Linked DNA regions of Zea mays: all the other regions are linked to region 3. The links are chromatin contacts, called in public Hi-C maps. All regions are on one chromosome and are shown on one strand. The core of a region is the stretch at or near the end of the contact, and the rest is flanking DNA. Distances in the headings are between cores, read along the strand shown. Region 1 holds the start of LOC100193732 (2-oxoglutarate (2OG) and Fe(II)-dependent oxygenase superfamily protein). Region 2 holds the start of LOC100383288. Region 3 holds the start of LOC100283901 (ras-related protein Rab-6A).

Evidence for each region. A called contact is a pair of places that touch in the nucleus more often than the background predicts.
Region 1: a contact with region 3 is called in a Hi-C map of leaf, with 4 times the contacts expected there. The contact joins the promoter of LOC100193732 here to the promoter of LOC100283901 in region 3. A contact is called at or near these places in 3 of 25 Hi-C or Micro-C datasets (endosperm, leaf and an unstated tissue).
Region 2: a Hi-C map of leaf shows a contact between it and region 3, with 4 times the contacts expected there. The contact joins the promoter of LOC100383288 here to the promoter of LOC100283901 in region 3. A contact is called at or near these places in 5 of 25 Hi-C or Micro-C datasets (bundle sheath, ear, endosperm and 1 more).

What each region holds. Positions count from the first base shown.
Region 1 is chr2:207,848,580-207,851,319 of Zm-B73-REFERENCE-NAM-5.0, reverse strand. It overlaps LOC100193732 (2-oxoglutarate (2OG) and Fe(II)-dependent oxygenase superfamily protein), which reads left to right and starts at 1,270. Exons shown (of 4, transcript NM_001138820.2): 1 at 1,270-1,660; 2 at 1,740-2,740. The coding sequence starts at 1,993.
Region 2 is chr2:208,241,483-208,244,182 of Zm-B73-REFERENCE-NAM-5.0, reverse strand. LOC100383288 reads right to left here and starts at 1,442. Exons shown (of 29, transcript XM_008670177.2): 1 at 705-1,442. The coding sequence starts at 1,295.
Region 3 is chr2:208,048,877-208,051,576 of Zm-B73-REFERENCE-NAM-5.0, reverse strand. It overlaps LOC100283901 (ras-related protein Rab-6A), which reads right to left and starts at 1,325. Exons shown (of 6, transcript NM_001370563.1): 1 at 942-1,325. The coding sequence starts at 1,058. MIR2275d (microRNA MIR2275d) reads right to left here and starts at 195; the gene lies at 76-195.

The DNA.
Region 1 (2,740 bases), core at 21-2,520, 200 kb after region 3:
AGGAGGAGAGATGAGTAGGTGCACAGCTTCCAAACCCATTTGCGACCCCCGACAACCATTACGAGCGTCGTCCACCAAGGTCCCAAAGGTATGGTCCTCATATTATGGGTAGGTTTGGTTCGGTTTTTTGCTGACTAACTTTTTCTGATAATCTGGCTGTGGAGAGAATCTGAGTATCATGAGGATTACTTGTAAAGTAAGATGAAGTGGTCCATAGGGTTTAGAATTTAGAAAGGGATGGATTTCTTCTATCGTGACAACTCGACCAATTTTGTGTTCATGTTGATTTTGAACGGTTTTTACCAAAACAATTCTTGTAGAAGCGGGCTAAAAAGTTGGGGTGTTTGATAATACGCAGCATCTTTTGGTGGGCAGAAGCTGGAAAAAGCTGAAACAAACATGACATCTCTCCCTCCTCTACCTCACTAGCACACAAATTATGCGCCTAACCTATACAGATTGATAGTCGGCTCATTCCTAAGGTCAAAAAGATCTATGAGTAGGGGTGGTAATGGACTCTAAATTTTACACTATAAAATTTTACACTATAAAATTTATTTTTGAACTAAAATTAGTTAAGTGCCTAACTTATTGTGAAGAGATATTTAGATCGTGATTCATTAACACCACTCCGTACGAGGAATCATGAGGGAAATATTTGACTCTAGTTTGAGGCCTACTATTGCAACATTGGTTCAAGAATTACAGTGGCCAAATAAAAAATGCATCGTTGTCTTAACTTGTCTGTCACTCTGTGAAATTACGGTACAGAAAAGAAATATGTTTTGCTTTTTTGATTTTTTTCATCTACTCTGAGGGAAAAAAGCAAAAGCGGTAAAAAAACAAAACGATATGTATATTTCTTCTAGTCGAATTTTGAATTGCCCATGTGCTTTTGATATGATTATTTTCTCCTTTGACTCAAGAGATCCAAAATTCATCATATGCCGCTTAACCAGTAAACAAGTTCTTTATCCGATTATACGATTTATGATTATGAAAATAATAAAATGAAAATGTTAAGAAAACACGGAAGTGAAACCGAAGATTGTGTTTTTTTTCCTTCCAACCATACTTCATCTAATCGTTTTTCACAATTGGGCTCATATTTTTTAGTTCATATTTATTTTCGCTGAAACACAACCCAACCCACCCACAAGGCCCAACTGGCGCGCCAACCGGTCAGACCAGCGGACCGGCGTCTGCGTCGCTAGCAGCTGCGGACTGCGGCTGCGGTTGATGGGCCAGTCGGCCCAACCACGCGTACCCCTTCGCCTTCCTCAGCGCGTCCTCGTCCGGCTTCCTCCGCTCGATGCAGCAGCAGCGACTGCAGGCGGCGCTCGACAGAAAACAACACGGCTGCGACCGGATCTCACCGGAAAAGTTGAGGAGTGGAGGGTCTTAGCTGCCGGAGTTGGGTAATACCTCCCTATATCCCCTATTGGTAGGTCCGCCGCTGCTCCAACCTCCAGGTCCAGGCACCAGGTCGCTCCTCCCTTCTCTTCCCGTCGGGTTCTTGTCCATCGTAGATAGCCTCTCCTTCGCCGAGGTCACCAGTTCCTCCTCGTGTCCTTCTCGCTAGTCGCTACAGTCCTCCTACTCTGCTTGGCTCGAGTGGAATGGGGATCCATCCTGACCTGAGTGGTTTCTTCTTTGCTTGGTAAGGAACCCTTGCTTTCTTGGATGGATCTTTGTTCTGCGGATTGTCTAAATCTCAATTTTCTTCTTCCTCCACGCAGGTAGTCGCGCATATTTGGTAGCCGCGTCCGCGTGACGTCGTCGGTGCTTGGGTCCATTCAGACATTGTTCTTATTTGATCAGTACCCCTATTTAGCGCCTGCAAGATCGAGATCGATCTTACTTGACTCCATAAGATGTATTGGGGATTTGGAGTGCCTTGTACTCCAACTTAAGACTGGGAGTGAACCCGCATACCCCAAGCCCGCCCTTCCACCGAACTGAACTAGACATCCTCAAGCGTCATCAATTCTAATGGATGATGCAGCAGAAAATATTCTTGCATCACTTGGCCGTGTGCATCTCGTTGATCTAATGGCCTCTGAGGGCCTTCCTTCTGACAGCTATAAGATGTGTGTGTCGACTCTGATGCAGTCACTCGCTCAATATTCGGCAGCCATCATTCAGCTGTCACCAGCTGATGGTGCCTTGTTGAGGTCAGGTTTGGACTCGGCTCGCTTTTTCTTCCACCAGCGAGGGTATAATTCAAATGAGGCTGTACACTCGGATGATTCCCGTGAATGGTGCAAGACCTCTGGTTACTATGTTGATTCTCAGATGTGTCTGGAAATGTATGATTACAGGCCTGGTATTACTGCAACTGATCCCAGCGGTGAAATGGAATTACCTCCATCAGGTTTGCCTGACATATTTTCGGTGCTGGGTAAAGTTTCTCGAGATATATTGGACGCAATCAGTTTCTCATTGAATTTACGTAGCTGTGCATTTACTGAGATACTCGACAACATACCCTTGAGAAGCCAGGAAGTATCATCTTCTGTTCTTTCAGCATGTTGTCATTCAAGGCCATCGCTTGAAGGAGGACATCAGCATAGCATTGCTTCTCAAGATAATGGTCACTTGCTCATGTTTTCTGAGCAGGAGCAACAGATTGATAAGACTTTGCTTACCCTAGTTAAGTCAGATATGTCAGGTCTATATATTAAAGACTTACATGGACACTGGATTCTTGTTGATGGAGATATTGGTCCACATGATGTTA
Region 2 (2,700 bases), core at 193-2,692, 190 kb before region 3:
CAATTAAGATACTAGCTACCAAAATAGGAACCACATTTACAAAATGTAGCAACCATTCCAATAGCAAAAAATCAAAATTCAATACTGCACAACAAAACCAAAAACCAAATGCACACATCTAGCAAGCATAGCATCCCAGTGTAACATCTCCCAGACATGCAACAAGTATACTGCACACTGGATTATGTAAACCTAATTCAAGAGATGGTTAACATGTTATTCGCTTCAAAGTTATTTCATCTACAATTGTTTCCACCAGAAAACTTTCAAAGTCTAAACTCTAAAGCCACATCTATGTGACGTGACCACCAGGGTTATAACTACATACAGTAACTAGATACATCGCCACTATCATATACCATAAAAAATACAAAATCTATGAGATGGTAACTATCGCCTCCTTAGCTACTGCCACATATAATAAAAAACATGCTACCAGAGTCTGAACATTAGTTTACTAACAGAGCCATTAAGTCCCAGTAAAGCATGATGTCTTATTTCAACAACCCAAAAAGGCTAAAATTGATGCAAAGCGATAGAATTTTCTTAGACAGAGCTCTCACTCAGTTCGGTTTCTAAGCAATTATCACCAAAATTGTGAGACAGGACTCTCACTCGTTCAGTTCTTAAGCAATTGTTAACATATTAGTAGCTCACTAGTCTCGAAATAACAAAGTCTCGTGACAAAAGGTAAGTAGACAAACCAGGTGGTTGACAATGTGGGAGCCTGAAGTGTTCCCCCGCGAGTTACAGAACCACTTGCGGCAGGAGGGTACGTTGCACCTCGCCACGCACGCAGGGTTGTGGATCCCGCAGTACCGGCATGCGTGTTCCACGAAGTCTCCCTTGCTGTAGTCGTACCCGTCCTCCACGGCGCCGGTTCCTACAGGATCCTCGAAGTTAAGTGCGACAACCCCGGAGGCGAGCCCATCCGCCGCAGCCGACGGACGCGCCTTGGAGGCGGAACGCGGCGACGGCGAGGAGGAGGAGGCCGGCGGGGTGTGGACGTCTTGAGACGTGAGATCGGGTTCCGGGGAGGCCGCGTCGGACGGCGGAGGCGGTGGGGCAGGCCACGACGAGGACGACGTGCCGGCGCCGGGGATGGAGGACGTCAGCGGCGTGGATCGGGGAGGTGGTTGAGAGAGCTCCGGGAAGTCGGGGTAGTCGAAGTCGTCCCCCTGCGTGTTGAACTCGAGAAAAGTGTAGGCGTCGCCGGCGGCGGGGGCGTCCGGCTGCGAGGCCGTCTCATAGAGGTCAACCGCGGCAGTGGCGGTAGAGGGCGGCTGCGTCGCCATCCCACCGGTTAGGGTTTTGTCGCTGGCGTAGGGCTTGGGAAGACGGGGCGAATCGGGAGGGGAAAATGGAGAGGACGACTCGGGAAGGATGGTGGGGTGTTTGATTTGTTAGGATTTCCTTTTGCTTTAACCGTGCGGCGTGCGCGTGGAGAGGCAGGAACCGGTGCATTGTTCCCTTCAACGGTTTAGATGAGTGCCCGTGCGTTGCAACGGAACAGTATAATGACACGATAACTTATGTACATATGTGTGTTATATTGTTATAGATATGTGTCCGTGTGTTGTGACGGAAGTAAAAGATTTGTATAAAACATTGATACGGAACGATAAACATCACTATGATAGACCCTATTGTAGAGTATTTTTTTCTCTTCTCATTTCCCATTATCATTATCACTTCTCTTTCAACGAGAATTTTCTTTTATTTTATGTAGAAGTGTAGAACCATATAGTATTAGATCGACATGCTAACAACTGGGTGGGGGTATTTTATCTACTATCTTTACTACTATAATGCACTACTTTTAATAGTTCCAGTCGTGGTTTTTGTGCGTCGCGTCCCCACCCGCTCGCTCGTTCTCCACGCTTCGCTATCCAGTAGCGTCTGCTCGCTCTCTAACATCCGCAAACACTATCATTTGAGCATTACATATCTTTTTGAACTAATTTAGTTGTGCATTATCATTTTATTCAATATTTTGTATGTCGTCCCAACGCACGGGCACCTACGTCGTGGTAAAAAGGATTAGATTAGTGTATGGTTGTCGACATATGTGTCTGTCATTACAAATTCTAAATTGACTCTTTAGAAATAATTTGTGTAATATTGATAATGTTTACCACACGGATTTTACATATCATTGTGATATTTGTCGTTCCGTTTATATATTTCATACAAATTTTTTTACTCCCGTCGCAACGCACGGGCACTCACCTAGTAGGGATAAAATGTCTGGTAGTCTCGAAAAATGAGAGACACGTGTAAACTTTAAAAAAATAGAGTAAAAACTGAGTTGCATCTCTGATTAGGGATAACCATGCAATTCACTAAAATTTAAAAGAAAAGAGAGGAGATAGATTCGTTCCTAGGTATCTTGTCGATATTTTCTAGTGAATAAAGAGACATATACCATATTTATAGTGATGTTAATTAGTTAATACATAATTAAAGCTTGTTTGGATACTCTCTTGTTCACTCGATCCACATAGATTAAGGCTCTTATTCATCTCAATCCACATAGATTAAGATAATTTATGGTGTAAATTAATTCTATACGTTCACTCGATCCACATAGATTAAGGCTCTTATTCACCTCAATCCACATAGATTAAGATGATTTATAGTGTAAATTAGTTCTATACTGGATGGTATTGAGTCGATTTAAATCTATAGAAGTCAAAGTCC
Region 3 (2,700 bases), core at 76-2,575:
AGGCTGGTTTACTTACCTCAAATCTGCACTTCAAATGGCACAAATGAATGTTGGTAGCGTACATCTTCTGTCTAGTGAAGGTGAGATATTAGAGGAAAACAAACGGAACGGCAATCATGTTTATGCATCAAGCCATTGCAGAATCTGATAGCCGATTAGTTTTCTTTCCTCCAACTCTCACTTTTAGTGCCTGACACTTGATAGCTTTTGGTAACATGGTGGAATGGGAAGAACAGGACCGGCTCCACAGTCCAGCCAAATGCAGTTAAAAAGGACTTGACCTTCAGAAAATTAAAAAGGCATTTCAAAATAAGAAAACTAGATAATGCAGTTGTCTAGGTCTTCTATAACTAGACTCCACTAGAGGTATATTATTATTTCACTTGTTTAACAATTTTTACTTCAATGTGCCATTGTTAACTTGTTTCCTCTTTTTCTATAATTTATTCGCTATATGACATTTGGCTGTAAATGGATTATAATCACGACGACCCTTGAATAAGGTATTTTCCTATATTCATCAACTATTTTGTAGCTATGAATTACTTTAGGTTGTTTTGTGAATTTTCTTTTGTTGTTGCGCTAGCAACACCTTGATTTTGGCACGTTCTCTACCGCTGGCCTCACATGTAATTGCAAGGACAGTAGATGTATCCTCCTCCATCATGCGTCATGAGCATTTCATTGTTTGGTGAAGCAGCATAGATGCGGAGTTAAGGTTTCTACACCTAACTACCGAACCAACTCGATCCAATCGGACGCGGGATAGATCATCCTACCCTGCATCAGATCGACCTACCTATCCTCCTGCACTGGATCTGGCCCGCCCGATTGAATCCTTCCCACTAACCCGCCCCCAACGCGGGGGAGATGACACGAACAGCACGCGAGGGATCGATCGGGATCGGAGCCAGAGAAGGAGGCGGTGCGGGCCGTCGTACCTGGTAGGTGTTATCGAACTTGTCGTACATGAAGCGGGTGATGATGCTCGTCTTGCCGACGGACTGGTCCCCCAGGAAGACGAGCTTGTACTTGGCGAGCGCTGACACCGGTGCCATCTCCGCCGCCTCCGCCTCCTCTTCCTCTTCTCCCTCCCACGGCAGGCGGCGACGAGGTCAGGTCAGATCGGATCCGGCAGCGGGAGAGGGGGATCTCGCTCGCTAGCTCGCCCTTTCTCTCTCTCTCTCCCGGCGACCGCGCGTGTTGCGCTCCCCCTTCCTTCCGTTTGCGCGTCTGGGCGTTGCCTCCGAGTCCGAGAATGGTGCCTGCCGTTTATTGCTCCTAGCGCTCGCGGAGAAGGCGGTCGGACCGGACGGCAAATGGCACGAAAGCTTTTGTTTTGCATGAAAAAACGTGGTGCCGCGCTGAAGGATACGGCTGCGGATGCGGTGTCTCGGGCTGGGCACGGCTCATCACAGGCAAACAGGCACGCAGCTGTGGGGCAGTGCACTGTAGCAAACTACCAGCAAGTAGAATCGACGACTTCCGCGTGTGTCAATGGTTACCCCTAAATTTTTATCTCTATATCACTTTTTGCGTTACATTACCAACATTTCATCCTCTATTTTTTCATCTCACGCAGCGGTTCCCTCTATATTCTCCCTCTATACCTCACTACAACTATAAAATATCATTATTCAACTCTATTCATCAGTTATTACCATTTTTTCTTCACCTATTAAAAACATACAGTATATGTGAATAGTAATAGAGGCTCCAGCGGGCTCACGCTACCTGTGGCAACTTCCTGTTCAATTCCGCCTGAAGGAGGGCCTGGTAGAGGGCTCCGTTGCGGGCGTGGAGTCCCTCCATGCAAGGGGAGGGGTGTCCGAGCGGCCAGTGCTGCGGACAGCCTTAGGCTGCCGGCAGCGGCAGCCGCAACCTGCGCTAAATGTCCCTTTAGGCGCTACAGCGCTAGGGAAGGCATCAGCCATCCGTCAGATCAAGACGAGCATTGTAGCACCGTATTTCGTTCCATCCAGTTTGAATGATTTGGTAAAGTTAGTTAGGCTTAGATTGATTTGTTGAACATGGTTAGGGTTTACCTTCATAAAATCAATTTAGGGTTTATTGGTTCAAACTTGTATGTAATGGATGTCTTATGTTCACCGAAACAACGGTAATCGATTCTGTCGGTACCCTGAATCAGGGGTACCCCTACTACGGTATGAAGACACGGTGCCCATACGGCGTTCCCTAGCCATACGGTGAACAACGCTCGACCCCACCACGTGGGCCGCTCAAGGGGCACAGTGTGGCGAGGAAAGATGATACATCCCAGGATGTATCAGTCGAACCGGACCCCCGCGAGGGAGCACCGGACCCCTGTACGCACAACCCGGACCCCCGGTTATGGCCCGGGACTCCCGAGTAAGCATGTCGGGTCCCTTGGAAGGGACCCAGATCCCTCCGAGTGAGGTCCGGGCTGCAACGAGGTCCCGGGACAGGGGAAACTCCGGCGTGAGCAAGGGTCCGGTACTGCCACGCGTCCGGGCCTTACCCTGCGCGCATGTGCTCCCCGCTCAGGCGGAGATCCGATGCGGCCACGTGGCTTGTAGCCCGTGACATAAGCCAGCGGGCGGAGCCTGACGTAAGGCCTCTAGGCCGCGCGGTCTCTGCACTTATTGCGGAAAGGACGCGTCGCCTGTCCACCCTGCTGACAGGCGATGTGCCCTCACAGCATTTAATGTCCTGTCCACT